Linked DNA regions of Mus musculus: region 1 is linked to region 2. The links are chromatin contacts, called in public HiChIP or PLAC-seq maps. All regions are on one chromosome and are shown on one strand. Each heading gives the region's core, a stretch centred on a gene start, on an enhancer-like site or on the middle of the called end of the contact. The rest is flanking DNA. Distances are from core to core; before and after follow the strand shown. Region 1 has its middle 12 kb from the start of Gm39171. Region 2 overlaps Cenpu (centromere protein U).

Evidence for each region. HiChIP or PLAC-seq counts read pairs in DNA pulled down with a chosen protein or histone mark.
Region 1: a contact with region 2 is called in an RNA polymerase II HiChIP or PLAC-seq map of embryonic stem cells, with 6 read pairs. The contact joins two enhancer-like sites. A contact is called at or near these places in 3 of 115 datasets of contacts at active chromatin or transcription factors (embryonic stem cells and large pre-B cells) and 1 of 9 other capture datasets (embryonic stem cells).

The regions. Positions count from the first base shown.
Region 1 is chr8:47,332,215-47,339,356 of GRCm38.p6, reverse strand. It overlaps a transcript of Stox2 not described here. Among named protein-coding and RNA genes, the nearest start is that of Gm39171, 12 kb to the right of the region's middle. Within about 2 kb of position 4,981, at least 169 of the 459 cell types and tissues checked have an H3K27ac peak or open chromatin away from gene starts, as enhancers often do. A contact at or near this core is called in embryonic stem cells, where this site is marked.
Region 2 is chr8:46,571,496-46,578,014 of GRCm38.p6, reverse strand. It overlaps Cenpu (centromere protein U), which reads right to left. Exons shown (of 13, transcript NM_027973.4): 9 at 5,185-5,263; 10 at 4,535-4,582; 11 at 4,105-4,166; 12 at 1,633-1,789. Primpol (primase and polymerase (DNA-directed)) reads left to right here. Exons shown (of 15, transcript NM_001001184.2): 15 at 1,294-2,432. Among named protein-coding and RNA genes, the nearest start is that of Gm45607, 22 kb to the left of the region's middle. Within about 2 kb of position 3,829, at least 26 of the 459 cell types and tissues checked have an H3K27ac peak or open chromatin away from gene starts, as enhancers often do. A contact at or near this core is called in embryonic stem cells, where this site is marked.

The DNA.
Region 1 (7,142 bases), core at 3,732-6,231, 760 kb before region 2:
CCTGATGCACACAGCTTGAGAAACACTTATGTAGAGGAAACACCCAGGTACTAGGAGACACCATGTGGTGGCTACTGGCTTGCCACAGAACTTTAGTTCCTTTTGCTGTTAGCTCTTCTTCTTCATCCCTAGAGGCCTCTGCACTCTGTGACTTCAGGCAATAGATGCCTGGCTGATGTAAAAAACATCAGCTGACCCCAAACCTGGAACTTAGTTGCTCAAGAGCCAGCTTGTTGACTCCCCCTCCCCCACTGGCCTTTTTCTCCAGTGTCTCTAGGTGGAGCCTATAGGCATTGTATTATCAATAGCAAGGAAGCAATGTCCTGTCCCCCCATCCTGCCCCACCCCCACCCCTGCTCAAACCTGTTCCAGAACCCTGAAGATCCTGTTTCCCCAAGTGAGAATTAGGGGCACTTCAGCCTTCCCAGCTTCAGGGTGTCTGACCTAAAATATTTGCTTTCATGAGGCATTTTAAGTGATTTATGAAGAGGGGGAAGATGGCGGGAGAGGGCGTGTGTAGACTGGGTGACCTTGACCTCATTAGATCAGGAGTATTGCGCTGTAGGACCAGGCACTGAAGGGGTCACATTACTTGATGTCATTGTTTCTCCTAATTGCTCTCAAGATGAAAACCTTTTTCTTAGTGTTTCCCAAACTAACAGTTTTTATTTTTGAAACTTTCAGATCTTTTCTAAACATAAAAGTTGCTGGGTTTAAAAAAATCTGTATATTTTCCGCATGTTATCACCTCCTTACCTGATAAAAATAGTTATGAGCTGACAGTATTCACCATGTTCCGGGAATTGTTCTATACCCCAGGCATATGAAAATTCAGCTAATTTCCTTAGTAACCCATCCAAGAAGGTCCTGTTATTAGTATCACTTTAGTATCAGTAGGAAAAAATATATAAATATAACTATGAACACACAGGCACATACACACACAATCAAAATATTTGCCAAGACAAAACAAAACAACAAAACATGCTTCCCACCAGAAGTATCTTAGATATCAGATTTGGAAATATGTCTATATACAAATGAGGTGACTTAGAAACGGGACCCAAATGCAAACCCATGTTTTATATGTATTATACGGTGTGCTTTTGTTCCATTGTCTTCCAAAAGCACCTGTGTTTGGTCACGTGCAGTCAGGCCTGGAATTTTCTACTTGCTGCTTATACATTCAAAGCTTTTGGACTTTAGAGAAGTTTGCATTTCAGGTTTTCAGATTGCAGATATCCAAACTGTAATAGCAACAGGAATGATACACCTGGTATGAAAACCTAGGCAGCCTGGCCTTGAAGACTGGCTAAGTAGGCTGTGCACACAGATACTTTGTATCTTTACATTGGGCGCCATCTTTACTACACTCATTCTTCCCAAATCCTGACCACTGAGAAGTGGCAAGGTATGCATGGACTTGCACAAGTTACTTATATTTTCTGTCTCTTCCTTGTGTATAAAATGACTTCAGCTTTAAAGTTCTTGAGAGAGGGGGGAGGGAGGGGGAGTTGAGGAAAAGAGGAAGGGAAAGAGAGGGAAAGGAGAGAGCGGGAGAGAGGGAGACAGAGAGTCTTGGTGGTCTGTGGGGAAGATGAGGAATCCAGGCTTAAAGAAAGGTCATGCAGGGCTGGAGAGCTCAGTGGTTAAGAGCACTGACTGCTTTTTCAGAGGTCCTGAGTTCAATTCCCAGCAACCACATGGTGGCTCACAACCATATGTAATGGGATCCAATGCCTTCTTCTGGTGTGTCTGAAGACAGATACACACACACACACACACACACACACACACACACACACGAAAAATTTAAATATACCCTTCAAACAAAATTCTTACGGGCACGTGGACCTTGCCACCAGATGGGCATGGGATGTTCAAATCCCTGGAATCTCAGAGATTTGAGATGGTGTGTGTCTTAGTGAGGGTTTTACTGCTGTGAATAGGCACCGTGATCAAGGTAACTCTTCTAAGGACAACATTTAATTGGGGCTGCCTTACAGGTTCAGAGGTTCAGTGCATTATCATCAAGGCAGGAGCATGGCAGCATCCAGGCAGGCATGGTGCAGAAGGAGCTGAGAGTTCTACATCTTCATCTGAAGGCTGCTAGCAGAATACTGACTTCCAGGCAGCTAGGATGAGGGTCTTAAAGCTCACAGCCACAGTGACACACCTACTCTAACAGGGCCACACCTTCTAATAGTGCCACTCCCTGGACCAAGCATATACAAACCACCGCATCGGGAGTAGGGCTGCTCCCTCCCTGCCTCTGTTCGTGTTCTGGAGCACACAACCACGACCCTCAACGAAGGTGACCACTGAAGGTGACCACTGGCAGTGAGTCCTGTAGCACAGCACCTGGAAAGGCTCTTCATGATCATGAGGTATCTCAACAGCCTTAGCTTTCAGCCAATGACCTTCCTTCCCTGGATATTCTCACTCTCTTCTCCAAAACTATATAATGCCTAGTTCACCCCAATATAGTGTATGCGTCCAAATCTGCCCCAATAAAGAAATACAAGTAAGATTGTTTCAGAGAGAGGATTCATTAAAGATCGCCACCGGGAAGGCCTTCTACATGAGCCATAACACCAAGACTCCTGAAGAAGGCCTTGTCTCCTCTCCCTCTGACACTCAGCGCTAGCTCCCAGCCAGACCTGGATCCTGATCATTCTGGCCTGGTGTACATTCGTGCTTTGACGCCTCCTCGAGGAAGATGTAAACCCTCCCATCCCGAACCCCTCCCCTCCGATCCCGAACCCCTCCCTTCCCATCTTGAGCCCCTCCCCTCCCTGTCTTAGACTCTGCCCTGTCCCCGAAGCTGGTTTACAGACACCACCAGAGGAGAGCAGAACACAGGACCACAGAATATAGCTCGGAGAGATCACCACCGTGGCAATCTCCATCTTCTGGCATGCCATTTTCTTTCCCAGATTCTAAATCCCTGCCATTTGGAATTTGCCATTGTTTCCTGTTAGCGATACCGGAGCCGTCACCCCAGAAGGAACAAAGGTTAAAAGAAGTTTGCATTTTAAAAATGGGGGCTGAGGACAGAGTTCTATCGGTAAAGTGCCTGCCACGCAAGCATAGGGACCTATTTGAGCTCTAGCTGAAGTAAAAGCTGGGAGTGGAGGACTTGGAGTACTAAGAGGCGGGCAGAGACAAGCTAATTCCTGGCGCTCAATTGGCCAACTAGCCTAGCCAATCAGTGAGCTCCAGGTTCCATGAGTGACCCTGCCTAAAAGAAGGTCAGGTGGAGGGGCTGAGAGATGACTCAGCAGTTAAACACACTTGTTGCTCTTGCAGAAGACCAGAGGTTTTCAGCATTTTCTGACCTTTGAGGGTACTTGCATTCATGTACACACACACACACACACACACACACACACACACACACACACACACACACAGTTTGTATTATTACTTTTGTTGTGAAATCCAAAATTGAATGCAGCCCAACACCTTGACTGCACCTCAGGCTTAAGCAGTATTCACTGTGCTTTATGACAATATTGTTATAATTCTGACTTACAAAACACGTGTGTGTGCATGTGTTTCATGCACCCTAGTGCTTGAGGATGCCAGAGGTCTGAGTTGCTGTAGTTTGTACGCCGTCTGCTGTGGGTCTTGAGAACTGAGTTCCAGTTCTCTGGAAGAGCAGCGAGTGCTCCTAACCTCCAAGCCATCTCTCAAGCCTGGCACTGGTTCTTAGGGCTGAATAATTCTATTCCTCTTCCAACTGAATATTTTTAATATAAATCTTTTTTTTTTGATCTGTTAATGCAACACAGAATTCCACAGAAAAGATATGGAGTCTAATATGCTATTTTCCTGGGAAAAAAGCATGCATCGGGCTGGCGAGATGGCTCAGTGGTTAAGAGCACCGACTGCTCTTCTGAAGGTCCCGAGTTCAAATCCCAGCAACCACACGGTGGCTCACAACCATCTGTAGCGGAATCTGATGCCTTCTTCTGGAGTGTCTGAAGACAGCTACAGTGTACTTACATATACTAAATAAATAAATAAATAAATAAATATTTTTAAAAATGCATGAATTATGGCATTTTGTGTATCTCGAGATCTCCTTTGTATCCCTATTGCTAAGTTTAAACTAGCATTTCTTTAATAGTTGTTTAAAGTCTAGAACTAGAGTAAAATTTAGACATATGGGAAGCCTTTCATCACCCTGGCCTTCTGCTTGTCACCAGTAGCACTTCTGACACTTTGTTTCCTGCCTGAGCAGCTGGACTGGCAATTTTGTTGTGCTGATGGGAAACAGAGAGCAGTTTAAGTTAATTTTTTTACTTGAGCAAGAAGTAGGTCCTAGGCACAGGCTATAATCTTATTACTCTGTGAGGACTGAAAGTTCTGGGTCAGCCTGGGCTACAGAGAGAATTCTAGACAAGCATACAGCATGGCGAGACACTGATTCAATAAACAAACAAAGAAACAAACAGGAAAGAAAAAGAAAAACAAAGAAGCCTACCACCAAAATTAAAAATAAAAAAGAAGAGGAGGTGGAGGGGGAAGGGGAGGGGGAGAAGAGGGAAGAGGAAGAGGAAAGTTTGTAGAACCTAAACCTTTGCAGATGGTTCTGAGTACTCCACGCCAGGCAATCTACTGATTTTTGCTGTCTCCCCAGGCTCAGGCTATTTCTGTAGCTTTAAGGAAGAGATACGTATTGATTGTACAGCTATTTGCTTCCAGTCCTGCAGGATCTAGCCTGTCTTTAGTACACATGACAGAACCAATCAAGCACGGAGCGCTATCTTAAGATACAGTTTGTCACCCAGAGGGAAGAAAATCGGCAATAAAGACATGCAAATCCCTCCACTGTGATGCTGTCAGGCATTGTCAGAGGGGCTGGAAAGCTACCGAGGAGCCCACTTCTGTGTCAGCACCGAACAGGTTATAGTTATAGCAAGAGAGAGGAAGTGACATAGAGAAGCAACCTGATTGGCCACAGTCAGCATTCACCTTATATGGGCATGGCCTGATCGGCAGCAGCCAGGACTGGGAAAAGCCTGATGGCTGTGATTGGCTGAAACCTAGTTGCTTGGTTACAGAGGTACAATCTTAGGTTAGGCATTGTACTTCATTGGGAGGCTGCTTTGGGACAAGGTGTGTTACGCAAGTACAGTTATAGGTACCGGCTGTACTTATTTGTTTAATCATAATAAATCAACCTTTTAATGTTGCTGATTCGATTCGAACCAACTCTGCACTTAAGAGTATGTAAAATACTAGGTGGTTAGAAGAGAGACAGTGGAAACAGTGACTCCGAGCTTGTAAGTTAACATGACCAGAAGTAGTTTGTCTTTATACTCTGGTACACATTAGAGCGAAGAAAAAGGCCCCTCTTTTGTTTATATTTTTAATCCTCTTGGTCAGGCTCTATTTCACCTGTTAAAGAATTGGTGGCTAGGCTTTTGTTGACTGTTTCCTGTCTAGGACAGAGGAAAAGCAGCCCAATAGGTTTCAGAGTAGATGAGAGCAGATGCGTGTTTGCTACCCATATCCATTGTATACAACGCCTGATATGCATGGGGGGGGGGGTTCCTTCTCAAAAGTCTCCATTTCCATTTGCTGACAGAAGTCTAGGAATTTCACTACAGCTATAACCGTGACACTTCCAGACGCCTTCTTGAGACTATTTGACTGCAGGGTTAAATAGTGATCTTTAAAATATGAAAACAAACTCAGTCTGTTATGTATAACATGTATGAAATTGGATAAACAAATATAATAAACAATAATAAAAATGTTGCAAGGAGGGAGGTAGAAAGGTCACACAGATAAATCTGGGAGGCTGGAACACAAGGCCACAGCAGAGAAGGGCCAGGTAAGCCGTCTCCTGGCCTGGGATGCCCTGGGAGGTTGTGTCAGATGAGCCTTCAGTGGACGTTTAGTCTCTTGTTCTTGGTCACTTTGTTATCAAAAGCAAATAAAAAATGTCACAGTCTTTCAGGACAGCCTTATTCCCCTGGTGCTTTATTGTAGGACATGGGACAGAGATGGTGACTCTGTCCTTTTATAACCTGCTGAGGAAGTGTTCCTTTTAGAGCCTTGACATCTGTTTCCCATGCCAGCCTGTCCTGTAATTAATGCTTGCCCCACATAGTCACTCTTTGTTGGTATCCATTGGAACAGTTTGTTGGCTCTGCCCTGGGCTTACCAGATAGAAAGGCGGGTGGCTTCTCTTTGGATGGTACATGGCTTATCTCCCACAGTGAGTTAAGGGGGAGGGGGCAGGAAGTGGGCAAGACTGCCAGCCTTCTCAGAGCACAGAGGATCAGAGCAGATCTAGAGCAGGGAGCTAGGCACAGACAAAAGAGCCTTGAATCCAGAGGGACAGACTTTGCTTAGTGTTTTTATTGCTGTGAAGAGACATCATGATCATGGCAACTCTTATATAAAACACAGCTTTTGATTGGGCTGGCTTACAGTTCAGAGGCTTAGGTCATTATCATAGCGGCAGGAAGCATGGTGGCATACAGGAAGACAGGGTACTGGAGAAGTGGTTGAGAGGTTTACGCTCAGATCTGCAGGCAGCAGGCAGAGAGAAAGAAAGAGAGACACTGGGCTTGGTTTGAGCATTTGTAATCTCAAAGCCCACCTCCCAGTGACATACTTCCTCCAACAAGGTCACACCCACTCCAACAAGGCCACACCTCCTAATCTCACCACTCTCTATGAGCCTATGGGGGCCATTTTCACTCAATCCATCTTTAGCTTTTGATCAGAGAGGTGTGACATTTGCATGACGAAGAAGTATGTTAAAATGCCAACTAAACCCATGCTTCCTAAGTCTAAGATTTGGACACTTTCTTGGTAAGTCTGTAATCGCCCCTGAATGGTGACTCTTCTTGGTGGTATTTGAGGGCAGATGCTAGGAAAATGTTTGAACCTCAGGTTCAAGAAGTCACAGAAACCATTGGTTAGTGAGGTTTAGTGACATCTTTAGAAAACAGAACTCCAGGTGGCAAAGAAAACCTGTCCCTTCAGATTATTTCTGCATCTGTGGGTGGCCCGGGGAAAGCAAGGACTCACTTGAGTCCTTGGCCATTCCAGGAAGGTGTTAGAGGCTCCTTTAGAGGCAAATGTAGTGACCTGTATACACACAGATGTATACACACAGA
Region 2 (6,519 bases), core at 2,580-5,079:
GACCAATTGGCTCAAAGAACTGGCACCTACCTGACTAAACATAGCAAGTCACGCCTCAAACTTGGACTAGACAAGTGTGTTGGTGGAGTGCTGTGTTAACTCAATCTCATCTATTTTAAAACAAATTTCTAAAGCAAGTTTCCTTTTACTTCAAGAACGAATGGAATGAGAACAACTGGCCTGTTAAAGTCTATAACAAAATCATCTCAAAGATCTCAAAGGTATCACGTAGGAAGTGAAGTTACCTATGGGGCCAGTTATGCCTTAAAGCTTGCCAATCTAAAGGTCTACACATAAAATTAAAATACAAAGCCAACCTAAATTACAACACAGAACCCAACTCATGACTTAACAACCAAACCAAACTTCCTGTTGCAAACTATCTGAAGAAAATTAAATTCCTCCTAAGTAAGTTACCACACGGTTGACAGCTTGCTGATAAATGTGCTTCCACGGTATTTTCCTGTGATGAGAACTGAGCAGAAAAGCTGTTTGGCGGTGGGACTGTTTGCTGCCACACACATACCATGTTTTCAGAGAAGTCAACCCAACACCTGTAGGATAGCCTACTTGCAAGACACCCAAGCACTTGCTCTAGATCTAAGAGAAGTGGGAAGAGTTCACTTGGAGCTGCAGGTTTCGTTAGGAAGAGGTGTGATATATCAAGATGCTACCCACAGGAGAAGTAGGGTCCGTGCTACAACAGTAGCAGTGCTATAGGCACTGAAGGTAAGCTGCCTCGCCTGTGAGGCCAGTGTATTCTAAAGTAGATTCGACAGCTTGGTTTCTGGGCCTGGGGTAGATCAGGATCTGCCTAGCATGTGCGAGGAGAAACAAGATCTTGGCTTAACCAAGGATTATGTTCAGACTGGCTCAATGCTACCCTTAACTTTCACAGATCTAATAATCGGATCCCTAAAATAAACTTGAGGCACATTTTGAACATGTATATTTTAGTAGCTCTAATATATGAACAGATCTTCAGTTTAGGAAAACTTAAATCAATGGCAGACCATAAAATTGAATTTAGCGGTGAAGTAGACAAACCTTCTCATAGATACACGAAGACATGGTGTATAACTGTGTATCACATTCTACACACAATTCTATTCATAAAACTCGATGTACAATTCTATTAGTACTTTTCTAATTCTATTAGGTATACAAATTTATAATTTTTTAGCTAACATTTCTATGTTATATTATGGCAACAGCAAGGTCTCAGAGTATTAAACTTCAAAGTATTAAAATAATAGCTAACTACATTTTCCCAACTGTCTTACTGTTTCTCAGCCCCTCAGGACCCTCCTGCCATTTCAATGAAACAGCTTCTAAAGTATGAACATGGGCTGGACAAAGGTGGTTGGCCTTTACAGCACGTCTGAGTGGGCTGAGGACTGATGGAAACTGATAAAGCAGAGCGCAGTTGTTCAACTCAGACTTGTGCACAGTACACACCGCCTAGAAGATCTGAGGAGTAACCGAGTCTTCCTTCCCTTCAGCAGGAAGCTAGAAGGTGATGCTGTTGTCTCACTGACTTACAATAATGCTGTCCGTTACCTTTCTGCAAACTGCTGCCACTCTACAAGCAAATGCCTGGATCCCTTCTGATGTGCAGTAACCAGGACTCACCTTTCCCGTTCCCTTTGGTCCTTTCTCTTGAACGTTTGAATAATCTTGACACAGCTGTTTTAAATTAGATAAGAAATGCTTGGACTTCTTAAGTGATGACTTTCTCTCCTTAAGGTCATCATATTTTGTTTGTAGTTGTTTCAGTTGTGGTTCTAATCTAGATAACAAAATTTTTTTTTAATCTCAAAAACAAATTTTACAAAATACAAATTAATAGAAATATATGTGGTGTTTGTGGACTGAAAATATTAAGGTGCCCACATTATAAAAAACAAAAACGCAAACCAAAAATAACAAAACATTTCTCCCATATAAACAACATAGAGTGTACAAGCATGAACATCCTGGGTGAGGGAAGAACAGAACAGAAGTGGACTTGGTGGCCTGGCTCGCCTCGCACACTATGAACGTGTAAATGATCCTAGGTTTCTGCTCAACGCAACTGTGACACACAGTGAGCAGTGACAGCCATGGGGACATGCCTCACAGATGACAAAATCCACCAAATTACTCAAGTCCTGGGAACTACTGCAGTCAATATAAATTTGGCTGACATTTTCTGAGCATAGGCAGGAGTAGCCAGCCTGACAGCTTAACCAGGAGGTCATGCAGAAAGTTCCCCTTTTAAAAATCCTTAGTTTCTGTGGCCAAATAAAATCAGCAGAAAAACTGTCCCAGAGCCTGGAGAGAAAGATGTGTGACCTGGGCGAACTGCCTGTGTCTGAGGCTTAGTTTCTTCACCTATAAAAGAAAAGGGAATTTGCAAATAAAAATATAAAAAAAACCTAAGCTTGAATTGAAAAATAGTGTGTGTTTCTCGTGTTTTTCCCTCTGTTTGCTTTGTTTTATTTTGGTTGGTTGGTTAGTTGGTTGGTTTTTTATTTGTCTGTTCTCCTAAGGAGAAAGAAAGCATGGAGTTGGAGAGGTGAAGTGCGGGGGATCTGGGAGGAGACAAAAGTGGGGAAACCATGATCAGAATAAACTATGAAAACATTTTATTTTCAATTTTTAGAAAGAGCTCTTCACACCAAACAACTGAAGATTTCTCAGCAAACTGACGGCCACGGCCAGGATTGCATTCCCTGCCTTCCCTAGGGATGGGACGGGCTGTAACTAAGAGACGCCCCAGTGCCTCAGGCACCTCCTATGCAAAGTTTAAACCATCACACACTTTATCTTACTATGCATTTTCAAAATATTTGTCTGACTACAATTTCACCTAGAAAAGGAACTAAAAAGTCCAGTCTCAACACGTCTCAGTGGTCTCACACTGATGACGAGCTGAATAGAACAGCCTTATTATAGTTTAATTATAGAGCCATACAGTGACCTACCTCATGGAATCATATTGACTAAGCACGGGCCAACTGAATGACGTATTTAGGAAAAGTACCCTCCCATAAAGGAAGCTGTGAACTGTTACTGTCAATATTACTATATTACCCCACTTTTCCTGTTTTGGCCAAATCTGTAAATAACAGAATAGGCAACTAATTTGTCTCTCTCAAAATCCTGTGGCAGTCACTTAAAACCTAGTACTTAGCCCAGCAAGGTAGTGCCCACCTTTAGTCCCAGGACTCGGGAAGCACAGGTTGGTGAATCTACAAGAATTCGAGACCAGCCTGGTCTACAAATTAAGTTCCAGATCAGCTAGAGCTATACAGAGAAATCCTGTCTCAAAAAAACAAAACACAACCTAGTAATTTCAAGTGTTTACTGACAGATCGGAGGATCTGCTCAAGCCTTGTGCGACCACACCCATGTGGTCCTAGGAATTAACGCACTGCTGTTCATGCCAGGCAGGTGCTCTACCACTGAGCCACATCCCCAGCCTGTCCAAGCACTTTTAAAGCATCTTTAGAGTAGAGAGCGTGGCAAACTCTACTACACGAACGCCTCTGGCTCGCACTCCATACCTCAGAAGCCCAAAATGTACAGACAGACTACCACAGTGTGCACTAACCCCAGGGCATGGGGACTGCCCCCAACCCTAGACCTCAGAATAAGGACTGATGTGTCTCTGCAGAGTGTGTATTTCAACAGTCACTGAAGAGCCAGTGACCAGACTGACTTACATAGTAAAACCATCTATCAAAAAGTAAAATAAGCAAGCAAGCAACATAAACAGACCTCTCTGCCTGAGACCAGCAGACAACTGTGCCTAGGTTTACTCAGTGACTCACAGGACACCCTCTAAGGAACAGGTACAGTTACGCCCATATACACAGGAAGGGGCTGAGGCCCTGAACAGTCAGTGCCTCACTCAAGTCTGCAGTCAATGGTAGAGCCTGATTCAAGCTCCAGACAGTCTAATCCTATAGTCTATGTAGCTAAAGCTGTAATCAGACTGCCTGAGACCAGACCAGATGCTGAGAGTCAGAGCAGAGTTGACGGTCCTTACAGCACTCCCCTAAGTGACGAACGCTACTGCCCCTTTAGATGACTTCTCAGATAGAGCAGATATTACCTTACCGAATCAGTTCATCCTGGACTTCAATTAAACGCTGCCTTTTCTTTTCCATGTTGGCAATTATCTGAGCAATATAATAACGTACTTAGGTTAACATGGGAGAAGTTTCAGCACTTCAGCTAAGACTTTGGGTCCATGGACCCTCCTCTTGCCTCCCAGTTTGACTTGTTTAGCAGTTTCATTCACTACAGACCCAGGGGTAATCTTTTCTGTCTATGAGCTGTCTGGGGCTGGGGGGGGGGGTAACTTGGACTGACAAAAGGCTAACAGAGATCCCCATTCCTCAGTGTCCATTAACATTACAAAAGCAATTAAAAACCTGACCAAGCCCACAAAAGCCCTTATAAAACTGCAGGTCACAAAACTACCAGCAAGTGTTTCCTTACTCCCCTGGTTCATAGCCCATGACTCACTAAGAGATTTGGCGATTACCTTGGTGTTCTTCATTTTCAGGGCTTTTAACATCTGGGCTTCTTTAAGCTACAACGACAACAAAATAAAGTATATCTCATTTTCCAAGATGAACTGTATAAAGATCCACATGAGAAGGCCTTTGGGAGACACCAGTTGGTAAACCGCCTGTCACAAAAGCAAGAGGACCCAAGCTTGGATCCTGGCACTGGCACATTTGGATTTTATGAGGGGCTGGTGGGGATGAGTGGGTCCTTGTGGTCCAGCTGAGCTCACTGGCTGGCCAGCCTGGAGAAGCCAATGATCTTCAAGTTCAGTGAGACCTGTCTCAAACAGTAAGTTTTAGGGTGATTGGTGAAGTTACTCAGAGTGGGCCTCTGGCTTCCACATCCACACATGCACAGAAGGAAGTAAGAGGAGTTCTCACGTGTTTCTCGTCACAGAGCCAGCAAGTGCAAGCTGTTCTACAACCACAGGATCATGTCCAAACTTTAGTTTAAAACATTTTAGAGTAGCCAGGTGTATTGGTATCTGCCTTTCATTTCAGCACTTGGAGGGTAGAGGCAGGCAGATCTCTGTGAGTTTGAGACCAGCCAGGTCTACATAGTGAGTTCCAGGACAGCTAGGGATACATACAAAGACCCTGTCTCAAACAAATACAAGAAACTTACCATTCTGATGAGTTCTCCTTTCATTTTAAAATAAAACTTGTTGATGGCTTGATTACAACTTTCAGATTCTACTCTTTGCCTGTAAATTGATTTTTTAAAAAAGAGAGAAATGTACAGAGATCAGCCACACTGATCATGAGGGGAACAGGAAAACTACAGAGCAAGCCTATATCCACATCCACGCACTCGTGCACACAAGGTGGGCTGCAATGTGGTGGGGGGACAGTGTTGCACACATGCAATGTGGTGGGAGGCAGTGTTGCACACACACCTGTGCTTTCAGAGGCCAAGGGAGACAACCAGAGTCCTGCCCTGTCACACTCCTCAACCCCTGAGACTGGGTTTCCCATGAAACCGTCTTCAGTCTTTGCAGCCCTTATGTCTCTGCCCTGCACAGCACTGAGTTACAGCCGTGCACAGCCATGCCTAGCTTCTTATATGGACTCAAGAGCCACACGTGGGCCCTTATGCTTGCATAGTGAACCCTCTTACCTAGGGAGCCCTTTCCCCAGTTACTGAGGAGAGAACTCTAAAACCGGGTCAAGTTCTCAGAAAAACATTAGAAATGGTGTACTGGCTAGTTTTGTGTCAACGTGACACAGCTGGAGTTATCACAGAGAAAGGAGCTTCAGTTGAGGAAATGCCTCCATGAGTTCTAACTGTAAGGCATTTTCTCAATTAGTGATCAAGGGGGAAAGGCCCCTTGTGGGTGGGACCATCTCTGGGCTGGTAGTCTTGGGTTCTATAAGAGAGCAGGCTGAGCAAGCCAGGGGAAGCAAGCCAGTAAAGAACATCCCTCCATGGCCTCTGCATCAGTTCCTGCTTTCTGACCTGCTTGAGTTCCAGCCCCGACTTCCTTGATGATGAACAGCAATGTGGAAGTGTAAGCTGAATAAACCCTTTCCTCCCCAACTTGCTACGTGGTCAAGATGTTTGCACAGGAATAGAAACCCTGACAGATGGTTAAAAAAAAAATTAAAACAAATGTTATGTGGTTCAGCTATTCAACTACTGGCTATATACACAGAAAACATGGAAAGGAGGGACCAAAAGACACCAATATTCATAAAAGTATCTGATGTGAGAGGAGAAAGTGGTCAACTGTTTTGGTGACTGCAGACATTCAGTTCTGCAAAATGAGCAAGCTCTAGAGGTATGAGCAGATAGCTAGCCATTCTGCAGATTAAAAATGGCCCATGGTTTGTTCTGTTACACAATAAAAAAAACCTTGTGTACTTCACAACTATCAGAATGGCTAATAGAGTACTATTCCAGGGGTGACTAAGCATTCGTCTGCTCACGGAAAGACAGGTCCTGGGTAGACAGACAGCACAT